Regions from separate parts of the Mus musculus genome. Here region 1 is linked to region 2. The links are chromatin contacts, called in public HiChIP or PLAC-seq maps. All regions are on one chromosome and are shown on one strand. Each heading gives the region's core, a stretch centred on a gene start, on an enhancer-like site or on the middle of the called end of the contact. The rest is flanking DNA. Distances are from core to core; before and after follow the strand shown. Region 1 overlaps Jup (junction plakoglobin). Region 2 overlaps Thra (thyroid hormone receptor alpha).

Region 1 (5,183 bases), core at 1,604-4,103, 1.6 Mb before region 2:
ATATGGCTTCTGGGAACTGGTCTGGGTCCTCTCCAAGAGCAGTAAGTGCTCTTAACTGCTGAGACATTTCTCCAGCTCCGGATGGGAGGTCTTCACTTCAAATGGAGAAGCAGGTGGAGGCTCATAGTAGAGTCTCCTCTGGAGAGGGCCACCCTTGCCCAGGAGGCGCTTCCTGTGGGTGAAGAGTCAGTCTAAGTCCTTGGAGGAAACTTTTTGTTTGGGAATTTGGGAAGAAGAACCACAGGGCCGAATAGAAACCCAGCGTCTGACAGCTGGCTGGCCCAGTAACTCTCTGAAAGAAAAAGGTAGTGAGATGGGGCGGGACAGGTCACTGGGATTTGTGTCTCAACAGATGACAGACACCCTGAGGTCTTTCTCTTGGGATGTGGTTGACCGTCCCATTTTCCAGCAACTTCCTGGGCTAGATTCGAAGAGAGAGAGAGAGTTCTTTGACCGTCTGACCGTTTGCTTGTGCTAGCCTCCTGGCCTCTTAACTTCTGGTTGGCTGCAGAGGAGGGTGCTCAGCTTTCTCTGCGGTTTCCCAGTGTGGAGGGAGATCTTATGTCTAGTGATGGCGAGAAGAGGCCAGGCAATCGACAAACTGCCTCACTGTGGGCTGTTTCTCTGTCGCTGAGTGTCAGGATCAAAGGCTTGCTCCACTGTGCTCAGTTGGTCTTTTTGTTTTTCTCGTGACAGGGCTTCTCTGTGTAGCCCTGGCTGTTCTGGAACTCACTTTGTAGACCAGGCTGGCGTCGAACTCAGAAATCTGCCTGCCTCTGCCTCCCGAGTGCTGGGATTAAAGGCATGCGCCATCACTGGCTGGCTGATTGCTATTTTATTTTATTTTATTATTTTAAATTGAGGAATGCACAGAAATTTGTGAGAATAAAAAGCAGCTGTCTTTAATTTGAACTGTGTGAGGTAGCCACCTTGAACCTTCCTCCCTCCCTCCCCTCCTATCCTTTGCTCTTGACCTTCCACCTCCATGTGAGCTCTGTATACAGAGGTGAGCTGCTTTTATTCCTGCACAATACAGGGATTAGAGCCCAGGGAGGGCTTCCGGGCATGCCATACAAGCACTTCACTCAGAAGCCGCTCATCCGCGAAGCCCTCCTGTGCCCTCAACATGGCAAGTTTTTATTTTTCCAAACATGTATTTATTTCGGGGGGTGTTGCCGCATACAGGCTGAAATCAAAGAGCAACTTGTAAGAGTCAGTTCTGTCCTTCTGCCATGTGGATAAAATTCAAGCCATTTGGTTATGGTGCAGGCAGGCACCTTTACCTGCTAAACCATCCTAGCAGCCCCAACCAAGGCATTTTTTTTTAAAGATTTTATTTACTTATTTTATATATATGACAAGTACACTGTAGCTATCTTCAGACACCCCAGAAGAGGGCAGCAGATCTCATTACAGATGGTTGTGAGCCACCATGTGGTTGCTGGGAATTGAACTCAGAACCTCTGGAAGAGCAGTCAATGCTCTTAACCGCTGAGCCATCTCTCCAGCCCGCCCCTCCCCCCAACTAAGGCATTTGCTTGAAGCCTTCTTGCAAAGCTTTTGCTTGCTGCAGCCTGCGTTGTCCAGGGACTAAGGGTTCAGGTCCCTCCTGTCCAGCCCTACGCCTGTAACATCCTACTCTAACTGGCTGGCATCCAACTGCTGTTAATGGGACTGCCTAAGCCCAATGGTGCTGGCTAGGGGCTTGTAACAGCTGGAGTAATTTTCCACTCCCAGGAGTCCTGGTTTGGGCTCATCTGCCGGCCTGGGATGCTGTCCTCATCAGGGATGCAGCTGGAGCCCTCTGTTAGGGGAACCCATTAGGTTTCCTAGGTCAGGCCACTTCCCTCTGCTACATAGCCCCCTCCATTTTCCCACCCGGCTCTGTTTGCTTTGGGAAGCAGCCCAGAAGAGAACAAACAGCAGCTGGGTCATGGCCTGAGCCTCTCCCACTCCAGACCTCTTCTCAGCCATGGTCTGGCCTGGGCTGCCCTCCAGGCTGGAAGTGAGAATGTTCCTTTGAAACATCCCTTGTCTTCTCTGGTCATCAGCATCGGCCATGCGCGAGTAGCTTGTGCTGCCTCTCTTACCAGTGTGGGCCATTCTGGTGATAGAAATCATGGTGTCTGCCCAGGAACCTCTCACCATGATAGAATGGGGTGCTGGGGTTGGGGGGACAGTGAGGGGTTCCCTCGTGGAATCAGCAGTCTCTAGAAGTTTCTATGTCTGACTGTGCGAGCCATGACAGTGTGTGTTTCTTTCTGTCCTTGGGACTGTTGGCAGTATCTCAGCTGGATCCAGAGGCATTGAGAAGGGAAGCTTAGGGCTGGTATCCTCTCTAAGCCCTTACTCTGAGGTGGGGACTGTTCTGTTGGGGTTGGCTACTGCTTGGGTGGCAGCTATGTTCAGGTTACATACAGTCTGAGGAAAAGGGGTCCCATGACTACATAAATGGTTTGACTTGCCCAAAGGCCCACAGCCAGTTAGGTGTTGGTTCTGATGGGGACCCTTTGTAAAGATGTTTATCCCTCTGCTCTCCTGCTTTGATGTAAGCCTGTGTGTGGGTCTGGGTGTGCCTAGGGTGCCAACCTCTAGCCCGAAGGACCTCCAGGGGAAGCCCAGCTTTGCCTGCCATGTGTGGCCCCGTGCTTTGTTTCTGCATCCAGGTCCAGCCCAGCCTCTCAGGCAGCCCTCTCCTGAGCCTGTTTCTAGGTGTTTTACTGTCACTTAGCAGCCCAGCGTGGCTGTGCCTGTTGCTTGACTGTCCCTGCAGGTGCTGGCTAGGTCGGAGGCTGCTGTCACTCTTGGAGGGGTTATTTTTAAAGTCAGGACTGGGCGTCATTCTGCTGGACAGCTTGGACGGAGGGTGCGTGGTGCCAGCACCCCAGCTGGCTGTATGGAAGAACAGGCATGGAGGGCAGGGCTCTGACCACCCCCCCTCCCCAGTCTGGAGCCAGTGGGGGAAGGGACCTTTGCATACCCTTCAAGGGCCTGTGTCTTCTCTCTTCCTGTCCTCCTCCTACTCCACCCTGTGATCTCTAAACTGGCTTCTTCCTCCCTGCCACCAACAATGGAGCAGAGTCCCACTGCTAAACAAAGGTCCCCCTTTCAACTCGGAAACCCGCCCTGTCCCTGTCTCTGTCTCTACCCATCTCTGGCCCAGTGCCTGGGCAGGGCCCCCCACCCCCCACCGTCTCCCTCACTTCCACCCTGGTTCTGTCCAGGGCGCATTGCAGAAGGTCTGACCTGTGTTTCCAGGGTGAAGAATGCTGAGACCTAACTGGGTGCGGCCTCTCCGCCCCGAGAATGGCCAAACCTATACTTTTGCTTGTTGTGGAAGAATGTCCCAGGCTCTCTGAGTTGGTAGGGAGAATGGTGAAACTGATTGACCATCCTCTCTGATGGCTGACTACCAGCCTTCCCCTTACAAGAGTAGCTAGTTGTCTCTGTGAAGATTTCTGGTGTGTCCACTCTCTGAGCTGCTTTCAACTCTACCTTGCCCACCCTTAGCCTAACCTTCACTGACACAGGAACCTTCGCATCTTATTAGAATCTGGCCATCAGTGCTTCTTCTGAGATCATGGGGCCAGCCTTTCTCAGATTAAAAAACACCCAATACTGGGCAGTGGTTGCGCACGCCTTTAATCCCAGCACTTGGGAAGCAGATTTCTGAGTTCGAGGCCAGCCTGGTCTAACAGAGTGAGTTCCAGGACAGCCAGGGCTACACAGAGAAACCCTGTCTTGAAAAAGCAAAACAAAACAAACAAAACAAAACACACCCAAAGGGGCTGGAGAGACACCTCAGCTGTTAAGAGCACCAGCAGCTCTTCCAAAGGTCCCGAGTTCAGTTCCCAGCACTCACATGGCAGCTCACAACCATCTGTAACTCCATTTTCAGAGGATCTGACACCCTCACACAGACATGCATGCAGGCAAAACACCAATGCGCATTAAAAATAAACAAATCCTTCAAAACAAAGCAAAAACACCCAGAGATTCCCAGCATATATGGTAGAGCTGAGACCCTAATCTGACCCTAATCTGACCAATGCATAGGTGGGGAGGACCGCCACCTGTGATCACCCTCATCCTTACCTTCCCCTTCCTCCCCTTGGTCAGAGGGCTCAGTTTCTCCCAGACTCTCAGAAGTGAACTAAACCCCAGTCTGCAAGTAAGACAGACTCAGCACTGAGCATGGTGCCACCGTTCCTGGAACTTGGAGCCTCTGTTTCCCCATCTATAAATTGGGAATCAGCAAAGGCCTACCGGCAGGGTTGGAAGTCACTGGCTATTAGAGAACAGGATGCTTGCCCTCTGATATCCTTTGACCTCTGCCTGGCCCTGGGCAACTTTCCAGCCTTTGCTTCCCTTGGCTCCAGGCCTGGCCATCTGGGCCCGAGGAACAGCCTGTGAGTGAACCCCTCTCTCCTGAGGCTACCCTTGACCGCAGTGTTCCCTTCTGATCTGCGGCTGCTCCTTGGTTTAAGATGAGCCTTCTCCCATCTCTCTGGGTCCAAATGGCTGGTTGCGTGGCTGTCTCAGTGGAAGGCAGCTTTGTGGTTGGACTGAGGAGTTCATGCCGACCGGGGCAGGTCTTCCTCACCTTCTTGGACCCTATGCTTTTGCCTCTATTGGGCACTGGAGGGTCAGCATCTATGGGTTTCACCTTCTCAAGAGCTCTCGGGGTTCGTGTTTTCTGGTTTTTCTTCTCCCAAAGATGATTTCTGGGACCCACTCACTCATCCCAAGCTCCTGAAGTTCTCTCTTTGGGAGCCACCCTTGGGTCAGAGAGAGGCAGGATTTTCTTGAGCTGGCCTCCTCCAAGCTCCTGATTTCCTTCTGCTTCCTGCTGGAGCTGGGAGGAGGGGAGCATGAGAAGGGAGGGGGGAGGAGGGGAGAGTGCGGGGTGGTAGGGTGGTGAGGCAGTATTCTAAAATAGCTACTCCAGGCAAGTGTCTGGGAGCAGCTGTGCACATCTGGTGGCACAGAGCCTGCTGTCGGTAGCCTGGGCCTGCTGCTGTTTATCAACCCCAAACGAAACTCTGAGTCAGCCGGGATGGGATGGCGGGAAGGGAGGAAGGTGGCAGCTGAACACTGGTGCTGCTCCTGCCTCTGTCTGTTTTAGGACTGCTGCGTGTGGCAGGGGAGGGGCTGTGCGTCCCAAGAATGGCTGGGAGAACATT
Region 2 (5,909 bases), core at 223-2,722:
CACTATTCTCACCACCAGACAAATCCAACCCATGTTCTGTAGGCTGTTCCCTCCAGAGACACAGGAGGTCCAGGCCTAGCCTGGGAGGAGGCCAAGTGTGCTGTGGGGGGAGGGGAAGTGGGAGGGTAAGGGACACATGTAGCCAGGCTCACCTGACATGCTGCTTTTCAGGGGACATTGGCCGTTCTTTCTTTTTCGCTTTCCATCTGGTGACCTGGCACTGCATGGGGCAAAGTGGGCAGAATCACACAGAGTAGCCTCTGGGCAGTCTCTTCCCACCTAAGAGACTTCACCCCTTTCCACTCCCCCAGGCTTGGTTTCTCCCCCCTCCTTATGCCCTTATTCTACCCCCCACCCCTATATCAGCTGACAAAGCTTGGAAAGGGTCTAGCTATCTGGTCGCTGCATGGGAGAGATAAGGGGCTTAGATGGGGCCAAAACCATGTTTGAGGGCCCAGTACAGTCACACAGACAGGTATTGCTGTGAGACCCCAAAACACAAACACACACATCTCACATTTAAGCAATGCTCAAAAGTCCCCAAACACACAGACACCCGTCACAGGAAGGCGCTGCTCTAAGGCGCACATACACACATATACATTCCAGCCACAATATATAGGACACTCCTTGGAATATTCTTAAATCTATATAACCTTTCAAATGTATGTATATATATATATATATATATATATATATATATATATGCAATATCACACCCACGAGTGTGAATAACTATGCAGCCTTCAGCATAAACCCAAGTATGGTAATAAGCCTTAGGATCTACAATTGCATGCAATTTTCTGGGCATTCTCTAAGACTTCTGCTAGGTACCCATGTGCTACAGAAAGCCTCTGGACAGGCACCTAATGGTGTCGTCCCTCTGTCCCGTGTGAACATGTTCCTCAATCTCTAGGTCATGTACACATGCTAAATAACCCACATGGACTGAAAATATCAGGGTTACCCTGTTCACAGCCTCCAGTTAACAAATAGGAAAACCAAAGGGCCTTTTGTACGCTGGGACACCACGCCAGAATCAGCCAGGAAAAAGACCCTGAACTTCTTCATGCATGGTATTTTTAGCAACTCTCAGTCACTGCACATATATGTTGCCAGGCTTTCCATATATGTGTTACATAACCTCAGGACACACAGGTTACATAAGCCTCTACGCATGCAAGGATTGTATAACCTTCTACAACCACCCTGTGTGTACCATGTTCCAGGGCCCCTCCCCCTAAGGCCTGATACAGTTCCCAACACACTGACACAGTGACCTTGGCCAGGGTCACGGTCACAGACAGCCTTGTGCTTCACACACCCTGGGGATTACCCCTGTCTGGTTCCTACCAAGGCTGGAAGGCCAGGCTTGCCTCCCGCCTTCTGGTGGTGTGAGTGTGTAGGGATCACGTTGGTCCCAGTTGAGCAGGGGGCTATCACAGGCCTCAGAGCCTCTGGGTGCAGTTCCACACATAGCCACAAGATGGCACGTGGCCATGGGGGAGGGGAGGGCTGGGCGAAGAGGTGCCACAGCTCTGAGGGACTAGGAACTTCATTTCAATCTTTTTACAAGAGCTAAGAGCAGGCTCTTCCAGAAGTGTGGGCAGGGAAATACAGGCAATCCAAGTGGCGGTTACAGGGTGAGAACAGCCTGTCTCATAAGTCTAAGTGTGAGAGGAGGGTTTTGGGGGAAGGGGCTTTCTTACCCAGTGTCCCACTTACACAACCACAAATCCCATCTACTATTTCTGACCCTCCAAAGAACCGGTCTTGGGCACAAGGGCTTTGCTTGGCCAAGCTTCTGGCCTTCTGGCTCAGGACCTGATCTCCCAGACAACAGTTAGCTACACTGCTCACCAGAGCACCCCACCCCCACTATTTCCCTGGCCATAGGCACAGGATGTACCCTGCTCTTGGGACATCACGCCAAATGGAACAGAGCTCTGTGCCACTTAGAGCAGACAGGGAAAGCGGAGACCCTCTAAACTGACGCAGAGCAGTGCAAATGAGGGGTAACCTCTCCCTAGTGGTGTGTGCAAGGTGACGCGGCCGTCTGTCTCATCCACGAGGAAGCAAACCCTTCCTAGCTGGTGTGTTCTTCCACTTCCTGGGAGGAGCTGCATAGCAGTCCCCGCCTTTGACCATGAACAAGGAAGAGTGTGTGGGGTTTCCAATAGATTCCAAAAATAAGTGTGGGTTGTGACCAATAGTTATTGGTGCCTGTACCCGGAAATGTTATGTTATATGCACCATGGCTTGTGGATAACACGCTTATTTGTGGTCAGGCAGTGAATGGACTGGGAGAAAGAAGAAAATGGCAAGGCCACTGGGATCACACACATGCTCAAGTGAGGGTAACAATAGAGAAGAGACACAGGGTAGGGGTGGGGGGTGCTGAGATGGCCCAGCACTGCCAAGGAAGGGGCAGAGTGTCTGCTACCTGTAATGATCCCTTTCCTACCGCTTCCTCCTTCAAAGTGAACATCCCAATCTAAGTGCCCGATTCCCTAAGAAATACGAGCATGCCCTCAATCCCTGGACTAAGGTAAGCAGCAGGCTTGCTGGCTCCATGTCCATGTCCAGGGGTGCTTAAAAGCCATGTCTAAAACAGAGACCATCTCTCTTTTACCCAGAGAGCTATCCATATCTGTTGCCGTACTACCGGGTTGCCAGGCCCATTCGTTACCTGTTCTCCTCTGGGTCTGACCCACACTCCACCTTGCTTGGCTTCTGTTCCATTCACTTCAATTCCATCCAGGATGCTCTCCAGCACGCCAAGAGACTGGGGTGGGCACACTGGCCCCCCCACGCCCACAGGCCACCCACCCCCCGCCACCCAGGCCCTAGGGCACAGCACCCATAGTAACCCCCTCAGTACTCAGCCTTTCACACCATGCCCTGCTCCCCAAAAAAATGGGAGGGCTGGTGGTGGGAGGGGCCAGGGAGTGGCAGGTGGGAGAGCTAGGGGCAAGCTGGTCAAAGGTACTGGGTTAGGGGCTGGGAAGTCTTCAGAGACTTGTCCTGTCTGGAGATACCTGTGGAGAGAAGAGAGAGGCAGGGGTAAGAAGTTGTCGCCATAGAGGTATGTCACTGAGCAGGATTTGGTGGGGGTATTTAGTAACTTTCAGGGGCCTGTAGCAAAATGGCAGTAGAGATGGAGGATAGGTATAGGAACGGGACCAGAATAACATCACATCGCAGGTGCAGTTGGAGAGCTACGACGCAGGCCCGAGACACAGTGAGGGATGAAGGGAAAGAATGAGGTCATCTATGCAGCAGGTAACAAGTCTGGATTCTCACATTTGAACAAATGCCTGGCTCTTTATGAGCGCCTATTAAACATTAGCTATAGTTACCACCCTTTAACCAAGGTTTCTTAGGATTCACCAGTGTGATAGGGCAAGAGGGGAGCAGAGACAAGTAGTTTGCCGCACAGGCATAGGGGTCCCCACAAAGGCAGGGTGGGGCAGTGGGAGAGCGTATAGGGACTGTGAATGTTCATGCTAGTGTCTCCTGTGGGCAGGATAGGCCTATGTTCTACCTCTGGCTTATATCCCTGCCCCACGCTAGGGTCTTGAAGGAACGAGACAACAGAAGCCAATGAGAACTGACTCTCAGCTTCCTGTGCATTAATGAAACCCCGGTTCCTGCCCCTTGAGGACTTTGTTTTGTTTTGAGTCTAGGCCTCACTAGGTAGCTCTAGCTGGCCTGAAACTCACTATATAGACCAGGCTGTTCTAGAACTCACAGAAATCCACCTACCTCTGCTTCTGGACTGCTGGGGAATAAGGGTATGTACCACCATGCCTTGCTCCTTTAAGGGTTTGTAAATCCCTCTCGCCAAGTCCCAAACCCCACTGTCCAGTTTCAGGACAAGAATTAGCTGACTTAGGTGATCAGCTGCCATTCACCGGGATGGGGAAAGGAGAAGGAACTATTGTGTGACGATGTCGACTGAACAGATCTGTGCCTTCTGAAGGGGGCACAGGAGCTCTGCAAACAGAAGGGCCAGGCATGTTTGTCCTCCCAGCCCTTAGTTGCTGGAGGCAGGAGGATTAGAAGTTCAGGGTCATTTTCAGCCACACAGTAAGTTTAAGACCAGTTTGGGCTAAGGACCTCATCTTTAAAAATAAAAAACAAAACAAAACAAAACTTTCTTCCCCCAGATGGATCCAGATGTGATGATATATGCCTATAGTCCCAGCACTCAGGAGGCTGAGACAGGAGGACTGTCACAAATCCGAGGCATGTTTGGGCTATACAGTGATCCCCTATCTCAGAAACAAAATTGTATAACATCAAAAAATAATAATAAAATGAACTTTCCAGATGGGGAAACTGAGTCCCAGAAAACTTGGTGACTCCCTCAAGTTCATGCAGCTAGAAAGCAGGTGGCTGAGGGATAACAACTCCACAGCCTGTCTTGAAACCTAGCCGTTCTTAGCTACTAGGAGCTGGGGGGGGGTTGCTAGACCAACCCCCCACCTCCAGTTCCTCTGAGCCAGCCACTGTGACCCTGCTGTAGGCCTGTGCCATCCTGTGTGTATGCACACAGGCAGGTGCAGGCATAAGGGAGGGGGACAAAGGGTATGGCTCCCATGTACAACTCCATCACGTGGCTGCTGTATCAGAGACCTTGCCTTGGGCCCCCTGCCCCACCCCCTTGAGTTGATAAGGAGTCCAGTTGGGGCGAGAGGAGGGGGCAGAGATAAGGCAGGGCACTGGGTAGGGGCAGGACAGCAGGACAGGCCTCTGCACTCAGGCAACCCCTGGGTGGAGAGAATAGGAGGAGTACAGAAAAGGGGGCCCGTTCTGTCTCTGACAACCCCCCCCAAAGCTAGAACTGAGCACTTGGGGCTGGACAGGAGTTGGGGGTGGTGAGCGGGGAGACTTAGCCCAGGGAGCCGTCAAGAAAGTAGGTCAAGTTTTTCTTGGCTTGTGGAGAAATTCCTGTTATAAATTTATAATGGCATAGCCAGCCCTAAGGGGTGGAGGTGGGGGAGGAGAAGAAGTGGGTGGGGATGCCCAGGGCCGGGCACTGGGGCCTACTGCTCTTAGCTAGGCTAGAACAGAGGGGCAACAGCAAGGAGCATTCTGGGGGGCTGGACAATAGAGACTGACTGCTCTGTCTCCCACTGCTCTCTGTGTCCAGTACGGCTTCATTGAGTCAGTCTGACTGCCTGAATCTTTCTCTTTCTCTCTCTCTCTTTGGGTCTGGGTGTCTCCCTCCCCGCACCCCCCTCCCCACCGTGCCTCAGTGCTTGGCACACCCTGGCTGCGGTGCTGCCCCCGCCTGTCTCCTGCCCGCCTGGCACGCTGCCATCACTTGTTTACAGAAGCTGGAAAAATCCACTCGCCAGCCCGAGGCCCAAGCGCCCCCAGGGAAGGGAGGAGGCAGACCCAGGAGTGGGCAAGCAGAGAGAGGGGCAGCCCTGGGGAACGGGCCTTGGGGGCAGGCAAAGAATGCCGGGGTGCGGGGTGTGTAGGAATGGGTATTAGCAGCTGTGGGCAGGGCCTGGCAGGGAACCCCAGCAGGAGTGAGTGTGGCATGGGAAGTTCCTGCCTCCGGCCATAGCTCTGGAGGTGCCCTTCCCCCAGTATCCCACCACTACCAGTTGCTACAAGGCAGACCTGGGGTAGTGCCAATCTAAGCCACCCTGTTTATTTCCCCTCTCTCCTCCCTGGCCCAGCCTTAACTCCAAATGTGTCTGGGCACTGCCAAGGGCTTGCACGTGCCCACAGAGGGAGGGGAGAGTCCTTCTCTGCCCCACCTCTGTGCTGGGCTGAATGTGTCCCAGTGCCATGTGATGTAGCCCAGGTTATGGTTATCTCCTGGCACTGGAAGAGGGGCAAGGTGCTACCTTCACTACTTAAGGCATTTGTTTGGCGCCTAGCAAGACTCTGGA

What was found. HiChIP or PLAC-seq counts read pairs in DNA pulled down with a chosen protein or histone mark.
Region 1: an H3K27ac HiChIP or PLAC-seq map of embryonic stem cells shows a contact between it and region 2, with 5 times the contacts expected there. The contact joins two enhancer-like sites. A contact is called at or near these places in 4 of 39 promoter capture datasets (cranial neural crest, liver and stem cell-derived epiblast-like cells) and 4 of 115 datasets of contacts at active chromatin or transcription factors (astrocytes, embryonic forebrain and embryonic stem cells).

Annotation. Positions count from the first base shown.
Region 1 is chr11:100,387,966-100,393,148 of GRCm38.p6, reverse strand. All of the region lies in intron 1 of Jup (junction plakoglobin), which reads left to right. Among named protein-coding and RNA genes, the nearest start is that of Jup, 7.2 kb to the left of the region's middle. Within about 2 kb of position 2,853, at least 102 of the 459 cell types and tissues checked have an H3K27ac peak or open chromatin away from gene starts, as enhancers often do. A contact at or near this core is called in embryonic stem cells, where this site is marked.
Region 2 is chr11:98,750,419-98,756,327 of GRCm38.p6, reverse strand. Thra (thyroid hormone receptor alpha) reads right to left here. Exons shown (of 10, transcript NM_001313983.1): 2 at 2,690-3,038; 3 at 153-220. The coding sequence starts at 2,742. Among named protein-coding and RNA genes, the nearest start is that of Thra, 12 kb to the right of the region's middle. Within about 2 kb of position 1,472, at least 147 of the 459 cell types and tissues checked have an H3K27ac peak or open chromatin away from gene starts, as enhancers often do. A contact at or near this core is called in embryonic stem cells, where this site is marked.